2 separate regions of the Mus musculus genome follow, and region 1 is linked to region 2. Evidence: chromatin contacts called from public HiChIP or PLAC-seq data. All regions are on one chromosome and are shown on one strand. The core of a region is the stretch at or near the end of the contact, and the rest is flanking DNA. Distances in the headings are between cores, read along the strand shown.

Region 1 (5,153 bases), core at 2,354-4,853, 62 kb after region 2:
ATTAGGCAAATAATGATAGAGTAGGACCCTCAGCATTGACCTCTGGCCTTTACAAATACACACACACACACACACACACACACAACTGTACACATGAACATATACAAATGCCCACACATATGCATATGCATGTGTGAGAATGGACTGGCGAAGAAAGAAAACAAGAAAAATGCCAGTGTTGCCCACACTGGTTCTGCCTGGCTGTATTCTGAGTCCGGTACCAAGGTCTCTAGCACCCCTATTGAGGCTCCATAGTCAGCCCTTCTTTATAAAAGGAGGCCAGGTGGTAGAGTACTTGCTTAGCCTGCTGGAAGTCATCCTCAGCATAAGCAGGGCATGGTGATACATTCCTATGGTCCCAGACTTTGGACGGTAAAGGCAAGAGAATCAGGCATTAGTGTTCATTGTTGGCTACATGGAGATTTCAAGGCCAACCTGGGCTACCTGAGACTCTGTTCAAAGCAACAAAAAAGCCAAGACAACTCTTCCTTGAGGAGCCCATACCTGGTGCTTCAGGGCAGCAGGGGTGGGGTGCTTGGGGGTGGTGAGAAGAAAGTTGATCTTTAGGACCTATTTGTTTATAATTCATTCATGTTCTTTTCCAACCAGTTGTCCTCTTGAGCCCACAGTGTGCAGTACCAGGCACTACAATGGCGACAGGAATAGAGAGAGGCTGACTGTCTTCTACTTCTTGCAGGATCTTTCCAAGGCCCTTACTTGTGTGACTAACTCAAGCATATGCTGTCAACTTTAAGAAAAAAAGTGCATTGTTTGTGGAAAGAGAGTGAGCCTGCACCTTCCAAAGCCCCAAGGGCCATGTTTGTATACAAAACAGACAGGCAGTGTGGGGCCGCCATGGCTGGGCACACAGAGGCCCACTGTCAGGCAGGGCTGAAGGTCGAAGCTCCTGCATGACACAGCTGTGGCACTGGCCTGCAGGCCTCCAGGGGCATGCCGTAGGAAGCAGGGAATTGTGTAGACTCACCCTCCCCACCCCCGTTAGGAGAGAGCAGCTCAGGGGTACTCTGGAAGGCAGAGTGCTGTGTGCTCCGAGGCCCCCAGAAAAACCTCAGGACTGTGTGAGGACTCGGAGCTAGTCTAATCTCTGTGGTTCCTGCTGCTGCTGGGGAAACTGAGGCCCACTGAAAGGAAGCAAAGAAGTCAGGTGCCCACACCATAAGCTGTGTAGGCTGAGCCATCTTCTTTTTGTAACTCAGCCTAACCTTGAACACTATTTATCTTGAACTTGCAATCCCGACTCCACCCCGAGGGCATACTATGCTCAGTTTTGGCACTGGGGGTAAGGGGTGTGCTTGCTTAAATCGTTTTCTCTACACCATACACAACGCATCATTGAGTGCTCCATTGTTCTGGCTGCCAGTGGGGTGTCCAACAAACCATCACCGTGTGGCAGAATAGAGATGTGAAGACGCTCATCAAGATTACCCTGAATCCAGTTAAAAAAACACCCAGAAGCCCTTCTCAGCTGAGCTGGGCTTCATACACCAGTAAGTGGGAGGAAAGCCCGCCATACTCAAATACGGACCAGGTGCGTGCTATGTAAATCAGCTATAAAAAGGTCCCGAGTCTCCTGCACACAGCTTTTCTTCAGCTACCCTTATTGGCTGTTTGTTTGATGTGTGAGGATGTGCACACACGTGCTACATGTGTGGAAGTCAGAGGGAAATTCATGGCAGCAGTTCTTGCCTTTTGGTTCTGGGAATCAAACTCAGGACTTCAAGTTTGGCCAAAAGTGGCTTTATCTGCGGAGCTGTGCTGCTGGCTTCTGGACCAGCCCTTTCGAGTGTCCGCCTTTCCCAGGGCTCACTAGCCTGCTTTCCTTTCCTTTCCTTTTTTTTTTCTTTTTTCTTTTTTTCTTTTTTTTAAGATTTATTTATTATTGTAAATAAGTACACTGTAGCTGTCTTCAGATGCACCAGAAGAGGGTGTCAGATCTCGTTACGGGTGGTTGTGAGCCACCATGTGGTTGCTGGGATTTGAACTCGGGACCTTCTGAAGAGCAGTCAGTGCTCTTACCCACTGAGCCATCTTACCAGCTCCTTCCCTTTTCTAAATTATTATTATTTTTAAATTTTTATGTGAACTGGTGTTTGGCCACACGTATGCCTGTATGAGGGTGTAGGATTAGCTAGGACTGGAATTACAGTCAGTTGTGAGCTGCCCTGTGGGTACTAGAAATTAAACCTGGGTCCTCTGGGATTGCAGCCTGTGCTCTTAACCACTGAGCCATCTCTCCACCCACCCCAACCTCCCCCAACCCCATCCCCGGCTTTTCCTTCCTTCCTAAACTGTCTCTGTTCTACTTGTATGTCTAACCATGTGTCCCTGGTCAAATTCTTTGTTCAGGGACACAAGAGCCTGGAAACTCAACGTTCAGATCCGAGTTAATGCAGCACGGAGGGAAGACAGGTAAGGGCCACCGGACTCCAGCCGCCAATCACAAAAGAGTCTCCGGGTTACCCACAGTGCTTCAAAGGAGAGATTCTCGGGCCTCTTTCTTCAAGTTCAACATTCCACAATGTTGCCTCACAAAACTAAGAGCAGCATTTGGTCAGTGTTTGTTCATTCTATTCAAAACATTTTTACTTTATTATAGTGTGTGTGTGTGTGTGTGTGTGTGTGTGCTAAGGATAGAATTTGGGACCTTGGGTGTTAGGCATACTCAACTTTATTAGGGGTCTTTATAGAGGCATTGCCACATTGTCACAGTCTCCAGCTCTCCTGAATGATGGGGGTGGGGACTGAAAGCTTCTGGTTCAAGACTGTGGCATCCTTGTGGCATCCTTGTGACCAACATATGGGCCATCTGGGATGCCTCTGGGATGCCTCCAACAATCATCTTACTGTAATAGAAGATGCTCCTATCACACAAGGAATAGCATGGATTTATTTTATTATTTAAAAAATGTATTTATTGCTGGGCATGGTGATACACACCTTTAAATCCCAGTACTTGGGAGGCAGAGGCAGGCTGATCTTTGAGCTGGAGGCTAGCCTGCTCTACATAGAGAATTCTAAGCCTCAAGTCTGCAGGGTCTACATAGTCAGATTCTGTCTTTAAAAAAAAACTTACTTTAAATTATTATTATTAGTAGTAATAGTAATCTTACTATTATTATTGTTGTGTATGAGAGATATGGGTGTGTGAGGCCAGAGGAAGTTGTCATGGTTGTCCTCTGTCACTCTCTACACACAGCAGAAGGCCCACAAAGTGGATACCAAGGAGTCATGGTGACACCAGGTATATGGACAAGGTCCTACTATCCCAAAGTCACAAGGCTGGCTTTCTCTGAAAGGGAGAGGCCATGGTGCCTGGTGGGAACACAACAAAGGTGTCTATTTCTGGACTGTGGCTTTGTGTGAAGTCACCGAGCTGTGCTGTTTTGTACTTTTGTGAATTCCATTGCACAATGGGAAGCTGACAGGAGAGGAGGGGACTGCGATAAACTAAAAGTGCCATTCAGCTGAAGGACCTGCCCTTGGGGTGTGTCCAGCTGGAGAGCAGTTCCCGAGAGCTAGGGTAGTTCTGGCTTCCCTTGCATCAGCTTCCTGGTACAGGCATGAACGGGATGCTAGGTACTCTCCCTCCGGGCCTCACCCACCTCTGCCATACTTCCAGGCCAAGGGGGTGTAGTTCCTCTACTGTCCTTATTTAAGGGGACTAAGAATTCTAGCAGCTGGGGCCTCACCTGGGTGTGGAAAGAGATGGCCTTTTAAGGTCTTACCACATTCCATTCATTTTTCTCCCCCCACACTCTCTCTCTCCCTCCCTCTCTCCCTTTCCCCCTCCCCCCTCTGTCTGTCTGTCTGTCTGTCTGTCTGTCTCTGTGTGTGTGTGTGTGTGCGCGTGCATATGGCTTCCTCACTTGAGGCCACCTGTGCTTCTCTGTTTTTAGACATACCCAAGTTTGATGTCCCCCTCTCTGGCTTTCCAGGTTCAGTAGAACCCTTACTTGGCTCACTCCTGACCTCCTGACCTGGCAGGCCCAGACACCATTCTTTGCTTTCATGACCCCATAAGGAATCCCTGGATTACATATTTCCACCCCCCATTGGTTACCTGATCCCAGGGTCTCTTGTATCTGCTTAGAGTCTGGACTTTAGGGAAGGTCTGTCTGTTTGTCATCTTCAGTAAAAATAACCCTAGGAGAGCTGGAGAGGTGGCTCAGTGGTTAAGAGCACTGACTGCTCTTCCAAAGGTCCTGAGTTCAATTCCCAGCAACTATATGGTGACTCACAACCATCTGCAATGTGATCTGACGCCCTCTTCTGGTGTGTCTGAAGACAGCTACAGTGTATTCATATACATAAAATAAATAACTCTTTTTAAAAAAAATAACCCTAGGAAGCCATGTGTGACTCAAGCCTGTAGTCATAGCAACGAGGCAGGAGGATTATGAGTTTCCAGATCAACCTAGGCCACACAGTATATGCCTGTATGTTCACGTGTGTGCACATATGTGTGTGCAGGTATGCGTGCCAATATATACACTGGGACTATACCTGGGTGCTGCCTGGCATGGGTGCTTGGGATTTGAGTCCAGGTTCTCAGCCTTGAGCAGCAAGTACTTTCTCTCTGAGTGAATCCCCCAGCCCACAGCATGAATGAATGGCTTCCAGGAAGATCAAAGAAGGCCTCTCTATAGCTTCATGTAGCAGTCTCGCACCATCTCTTATGCCCTCTCGGTCTTCTGAATCTGTTTCATAATGCCACAGAGGGCTGTGTCTGTCACTAGCCCATGGATTAGGATGCCATCCAGTGGGATGTAAGCCTTTCTTTCTTACCCTCTGTGTTGCAGCCGCCTAGAGCATAGCCAGACAAGAAGATGTTCGATCAAGACAAGAGGGAGCAAGCTAGGGAGATGGCTCAGTAAGAGCGCTTATTGTGGAAACACAAGGACCTGTGTTTAAATCCCTAGGACACACATGTAAAGGCCTAGTTGCGACTGTGAGCACATGCCTGTAACTCTAGTGCTAGAGGAGGGGGAGGGCAGAGACATGAGGGTTGCTGGCTTTTTGCTTCCTGCCTGGCTCTAGGTTTGGGAAGAGATGCTGTTGCCAAGGAGCCAGCTGGACATCAACAGAGTAGGTCACCTGAAGTCCTCCTCCCACCTCTGTATATGTGCCCACTT
Region 2 (5,083 bases), core at 580-3,079:
AGCTCAGCAGTGAAGGCAGAGCCCCTGGAGCGTGCTTGTGTTTGTGGATTCCCTTTCTGCAAGCCTTAGCACTTGATGTGTGTCTGAGGGCATTCCCACATTCACCTCTGCTAGGCTTTAGCTTCACTGCCACCCACACCTGGAGAGTTTCAAAGGCAGTCTTGGTCTCACCACCACACACACATGGTTCCCATAATAGTAACACTTCCCTCTGTCATCTTCTGCTTGTCCACTTGCCTGGCTAGAATGATAGGAGCCTCTGGAAGGGCTGGCTTCTTGACATTATCCTAGGGTGCTCTCCTTTTGAAAGCATGTCCCCGTTCTGGTCCCTGATGGAGAACTTAGTGCTCAGGATGTTGGTTACAGAATTCTTTAGTATCGGTATCTGGGAGAGCTGGGAAGGGAAGAGGTGATCACTTTCCAGTTTCTCCCATGAGAGCTCTAGGACTAAAATGGCCTTTGCATTGTCACACATCCACAGAGTTGGGTGTGATAGCTACAGGAATGTTGCCCAACCCCTGACACATGTGACCTCTAGGAGCATCAAGAGCAGCAGAGGTGGTCCCTGGAGAGGCAGACAGGGAGTATCCCAAGGGTTTCTCACAGAGCAGCAACCTGTGGCTGGAGACAGTGCAGAGCCAGCAAAGGAAGGGGGACTTGTGTGCCTATGCTTGCAGGCCCAGGAAGTCTTTATAGACTCATTCAATTAAGCAGAACGTATGCCTAATGAGGTCCTGAGACATCACCCTGTGGGTTCACCTCTAGGAACTGTGTACCTTTCTGCTTGCCCATCTACCCATGGCCTACTACTGTTCACATTCAGGCAGACTCGACTTTCCAAAAGCCAATTATAAAGAACATCCAAAATCTTAAAGGAGCAGAAAGGTGGCAGGCACAGCAGCACAGCACAGGTCCTTGCTGAGTTGCATAGCCAGACTCCCATTGTAGAAGAAAAAGAAATGACTCCTGCAAGCTGTTTACACTGCACACACACTAAGGCACAGTGTCCTTCCCACACACACCCACCCACCCACCCACCCACACACAGAGACTTAAAAACAACCCTATTAAAGGAAGTGGAAAGAGAATCTTACCTCCCGTTGCCTCCCGTGTTTCTGACACCTGGACACTTCATCCCATCTCCTAAACTCTTCTGCATGTCACACGAGCCCAGTTTGTCAAAGAAGGACTGTCACAAACCTGTCTGAAACTTTCTTTTCTGATGCTTCCTAGGCTCATCTGGACTCAGACTAAGGACTGATTCTGGGCTCTGAGTAAGAGGCCCAGGCATCTCTTTTAAGTTTATTTTTATTATTTTATTTTATATACTGTGCAGCAGAAGATGACCTTGAATTTTGGATCTTCCTGCCTCTACCAGTGCAGGGATTAGAGACCTGTTGTACCACACCTGGGCTTAGAGCTTTGTGTATGCTAGGTGACTTCATGTATGATATGCTCAGTGAGCTAGTCATGGAGTTAAAGACAAGTAAAAGCAACAGAGAAAAAAGGGTATAAGGTCAGTGTTCAGAGCGAGGAAAAACAAAAACGTTAAGGGGAGTGCTTAGGTGCTCCTGGCCACAATCTCGCCCTGAGCAACTGCCTTGGGCTCAGCGTGGAAGCTCAGAGGCCAGTAGGCCACAGCGAGAGTGGCTGTGTCCCCAGGGTCAGTAGCTAAGCAAGTGCCAGCTCCCAGAAAGGCACAGCTCCGGCAGGTGCGGCTCAGCGCCTCCCTCCGGCCGTGCTAGCCGTAGGGACGGCCCTGCAATAACCACGCCCCTAATGCCACGCCCACCTGACGGCCTATAAAAGGCGCCGGCCGCAGCCCACTCAGGTTCGAGTGGGTGCTGCTTAAAGGTGGACGGCGGCCAGGGTTGCCGCGTCCAGCTCGGTGCCACGCCCCGGCCGGTGCTGCGGAAGCCTCAGCCATGCTGTTCTGGCACACGCAGCCCGAACACTACAACCAGCACAACTCTGGCAGCTACTTGCGGTAAGACGTGGCAACACCTGCCTACGATCGGGGTCCGAGCGCTGACTAACCTCAGGCCTCCAGAGAAGGGCCCTCCGGGAGGCCCCTAGGGAATGGTCGGGGAAGAGGCGCACTGATGCCCGCGGGCTGCTTCTTCGAGGTTTCCTTGCCACTCGCTGTGTCCCCAGCCGGGTTTCGTCGCCTTTCCTCTCCCTTCCCCACTCCAATAGGAGAAATAAACTTGCCTCATCTATCAGGAGCTGGAGTGTCCCGGGAAGCCAGGCCCCGCCCGCTCTTTGCTCTTCTCGGCCCTTGGGCCCACAGGTGGATAGCGGGAGCAGGTCTGCGCTGCAGCCCTGAGGGCTCGGGCTTCAGGGGGTGGCTGCCCTTGCTCGGGGTCAACTTGGTATGGCCCCTAGAAATCTCCTCTTCTGTGGGGATTTCGCTAGCGCACTTTAAGGGAAGAGGGTCCCGCGGGATTTTGCAAAGTTCTCTGAACTCCCTCTTTTAGGAAATAGAACTTCCTCACCTCCCCAAATTGCTTTGGTGACTCCGGGATTCTTTGATTTTTTTATCCCCCTCGCTATGGTGCAGCTGGCTGCAGGGCTAATAGGCAGGCATTTCTTTTTCTGAACTCGCCAGAACCAGCTTCAACCTGTCTTTATTTCCATCCTAGTCACAGTTTATTATATGTGCCGTACTTAACCCAAAGTGTGTTTGATGTGGGCTCAAGAAGACATCCCAGGGGCTGTCAGCCCTAACTACAGACCCTTAAGTGCTTCTTTGGACCCCCCCCCCAAGTCTCCTCTTTTGGATTTCTTTGTTATTTGTACTTCCTGGCTTCTGATTCATGTATGTTCAGAACTCCTCTAGGAAGACATGCCCCTTCTTAGAAAGCCGAGGGTTGGCCAGGTTTCACTGGTGTATCTTCAGTTTTTTTTTTTTTTTCTTTTAAAAAATAACTCCAAACCATTGAAAATGGTAATCAAACTAGGGACATGAGACTGCAGATCCCGGTGGTGGTGTTGAGCCCACAGTTAAAATTGCTATAGAATAAATATATGCTAACTGTATTACACTCTATAGGGTTACCTGTGGTTTCTTTTGGATTGTTGTGAGTAGCCATTAGGTATTTAATCTCATCCTATCTTAAAAATGAAGTTGAAGGTGACCTTGAGCGGAAGTATTTGAAATCTAGTTGCATAAAACATTATCCTTGTTTGAGGCGTGGTGTGGTTTATGTATCTGTGCCTGAGATGGAAGTTTTGTGAGCCAACTCAGATACTTTTAAGATTTTGACTTAGCATGAAAGGAGGAAGGCAAACGTTGAGGTTGAGAGCCTGAGAGCCACTACAAAGCAGCACTGTTTCTTTGGGTGCTTTGAGGAAGCAATGGGTAAAGACCAACCATACTCCCCACTGGAAGCTGGTGTTGTTTTTGTTTTTTACCTTCAAGTAGTTTGACTTCCTTGCGCCCTGTGTATCTGTGTTAGTGCAAGAATATTTTTCTTTGCTTTCCTTGTTTTTCTTTTTCAGAATTTAAAATTTTAATTTCATATTATTATTTTTTAATTTTTATTGTTTTTTTGTTTGTTTATTTTTTTGTAGTGCTGGGATGAACCTTGGGCCTTACGCTTGTTCTTCCATTTTGATAACTTCTGGCCCTCCTTTTTTATTATCAGTTTTTGTTCTGCTAGAAATTCTACAAGCCATCTGATTTCAATGAATAGTGGGTGGCCTTTAAGCCCTCCCTCTCCTTTCTGTTTGATGTTCTGGTGACTTTTATTCCTTGGCAAATAAGGACAGCAGGCCAGAAACAAGTTACTGTTGAATGATGGCTCTTAACTAATTCTCTCTCTCTCTCTCTCTCTCTCTCTCTCTCTCTCTCTCTAATTTAAAAGTAACTGTGCCTGGGTTATTAACTTACATGGTCTGGGCAAACATGAAATTATGCAATTCTCAGGGTAGCAGGATGATACTTCTTTCTGTGTTCCTTAATAACTGCCCAGGCTGGAAAAGAGGAAAGATTTGCTTCCGGTGGAGGTGAAACTGGCCAGCCCTGATAATACTACTCTGGGCAACAGACAGGAATAGCAGGAAAAAAAAAATACACACAGGGAATGTCTCCCAGGTGTGCCCAAAGGCAAGCTTTCTGAGAACCTGTTAGGTACTGTTGGGGTGTGTGCTGGGTTATATTTCATGGACACTCATTTATGATGCTGTACAGGGAACACATCGTACTGGTGACAGTGCAGTGAAGCGGGGTCAGCTGATCTGATTCATGGAGATGGGAGGAGGGTCATCAAGATCGGGCGGGGCATCTTTTGGTAGTTGTTTCTGTGGCAACATAGTTTAGAATCTTTAAGGAAGTCTCACCTGCCTGTAGGTCATTCTGCTCCTCAGGGATTTTATTGTTCCTAGCAAGGACACCTATCTGAAGTCCCAGCAACTCAGCCAGCAGGACAGCTCCGTGAGTCTGAACAGCTCTGTGAGTCTGGGAGTTCAAAGCTAGCCTGGGCAATGTACTGATAACTTCTTGAAGAAGTTTAAAAACAAGTTCCTCTGTCACAGGGTGATTGGAGGCTGAGGTGTACATGTATGTATGATGTGTGTGTGTGTGTGTGTGTGTGTGTGTGTGTTTCCCAGACAGGGTCTCATTATGTAGCCCTAGCTGTCCTGGGACTCACTCAGCTTGGTCTGGAACTCACAGAGAGCCACCTGCTTATAAAGACTAGTCTTTAATAATGTTCCTCAGCTACCACACACTGTGTTTTGAGGTTGGAGCTCCTACCTGTCTGGAACTTGTTAAGCAGATTAACTGCCTAGCCAGTGAGCCTCAGGGGGGTCATCCTGTCGCATCTTCCCAGCACTGGGAGATGTGTAGTTAGCACACACTAACCACACTCAGCTTTTGCAGGCCGTGCCCTCTGGGATTGAAACTAGGTCCTCACTGTAAAGCAAGTGCTTTACAGGCTGTCTCCCCAGTCCAGGGCTAATGTTTTGGTGTAGGGAGCATTACTTAGAGATGAAGGAAACAGCTTTTTGAATACTTTTAGATTTGTCACTTGGGTAAGAAAACTGAAATCAAGGTTTTCTATCTTCATAGTATTTTGGAGAG

The links. HiChIP or PLAC-seq counts read pairs in DNA pulled down with a chosen protein or histone mark.
Region 1: a contact with region 2 is called in an H3K27ac HiChIP or PLAC-seq map of embryonic stem cells, with 15 read pairs. The contact joins the enhancer-like site here to the promoter of Tfcp2l1 in region 2. A contact is called at or near these places in 2 of 39 promoter capture datasets (liver and neural stem cells), 1 of 15 datasets of contacts at CTCF or cohesin (the NIH/3T3 cell line), 2 of 484 Hi-C or Micro-C datasets (embryonic stem cells and liver) and 2 of 115 datasets of contacts at active chromatin or transcription factors (both in embryonic stem cells).

The regions. Positions count from the first base shown.
Region 1 is chr1:118,686,513-118,691,665 of GRCm38.p6, forward strand. No RefSeq gene overlaps it. Among named protein-coding and RNA genes, the nearest start is that of Tfcp2l1, 61 kb to the left of the region's middle. Within about 2 kb of position 3,604, at least 17 of the 459 cell types and tissues checked have an H3K27ac peak or open chromatin away from gene starts, as enhancers often do. A contact at or near this core is called in embryonic stem cells, where this site is marked.
Region 2 is chr1:118,626,116-118,631,198 of GRCm38.p6, forward strand. It overlaps Tfcp2l1 (transcription factor CP2-like 1), which reads left to right and starts at 1,830. Exons shown (of 15, transcript NM_023755.2): 1 at 1,830-1,987. The coding sequence starts at 1,926.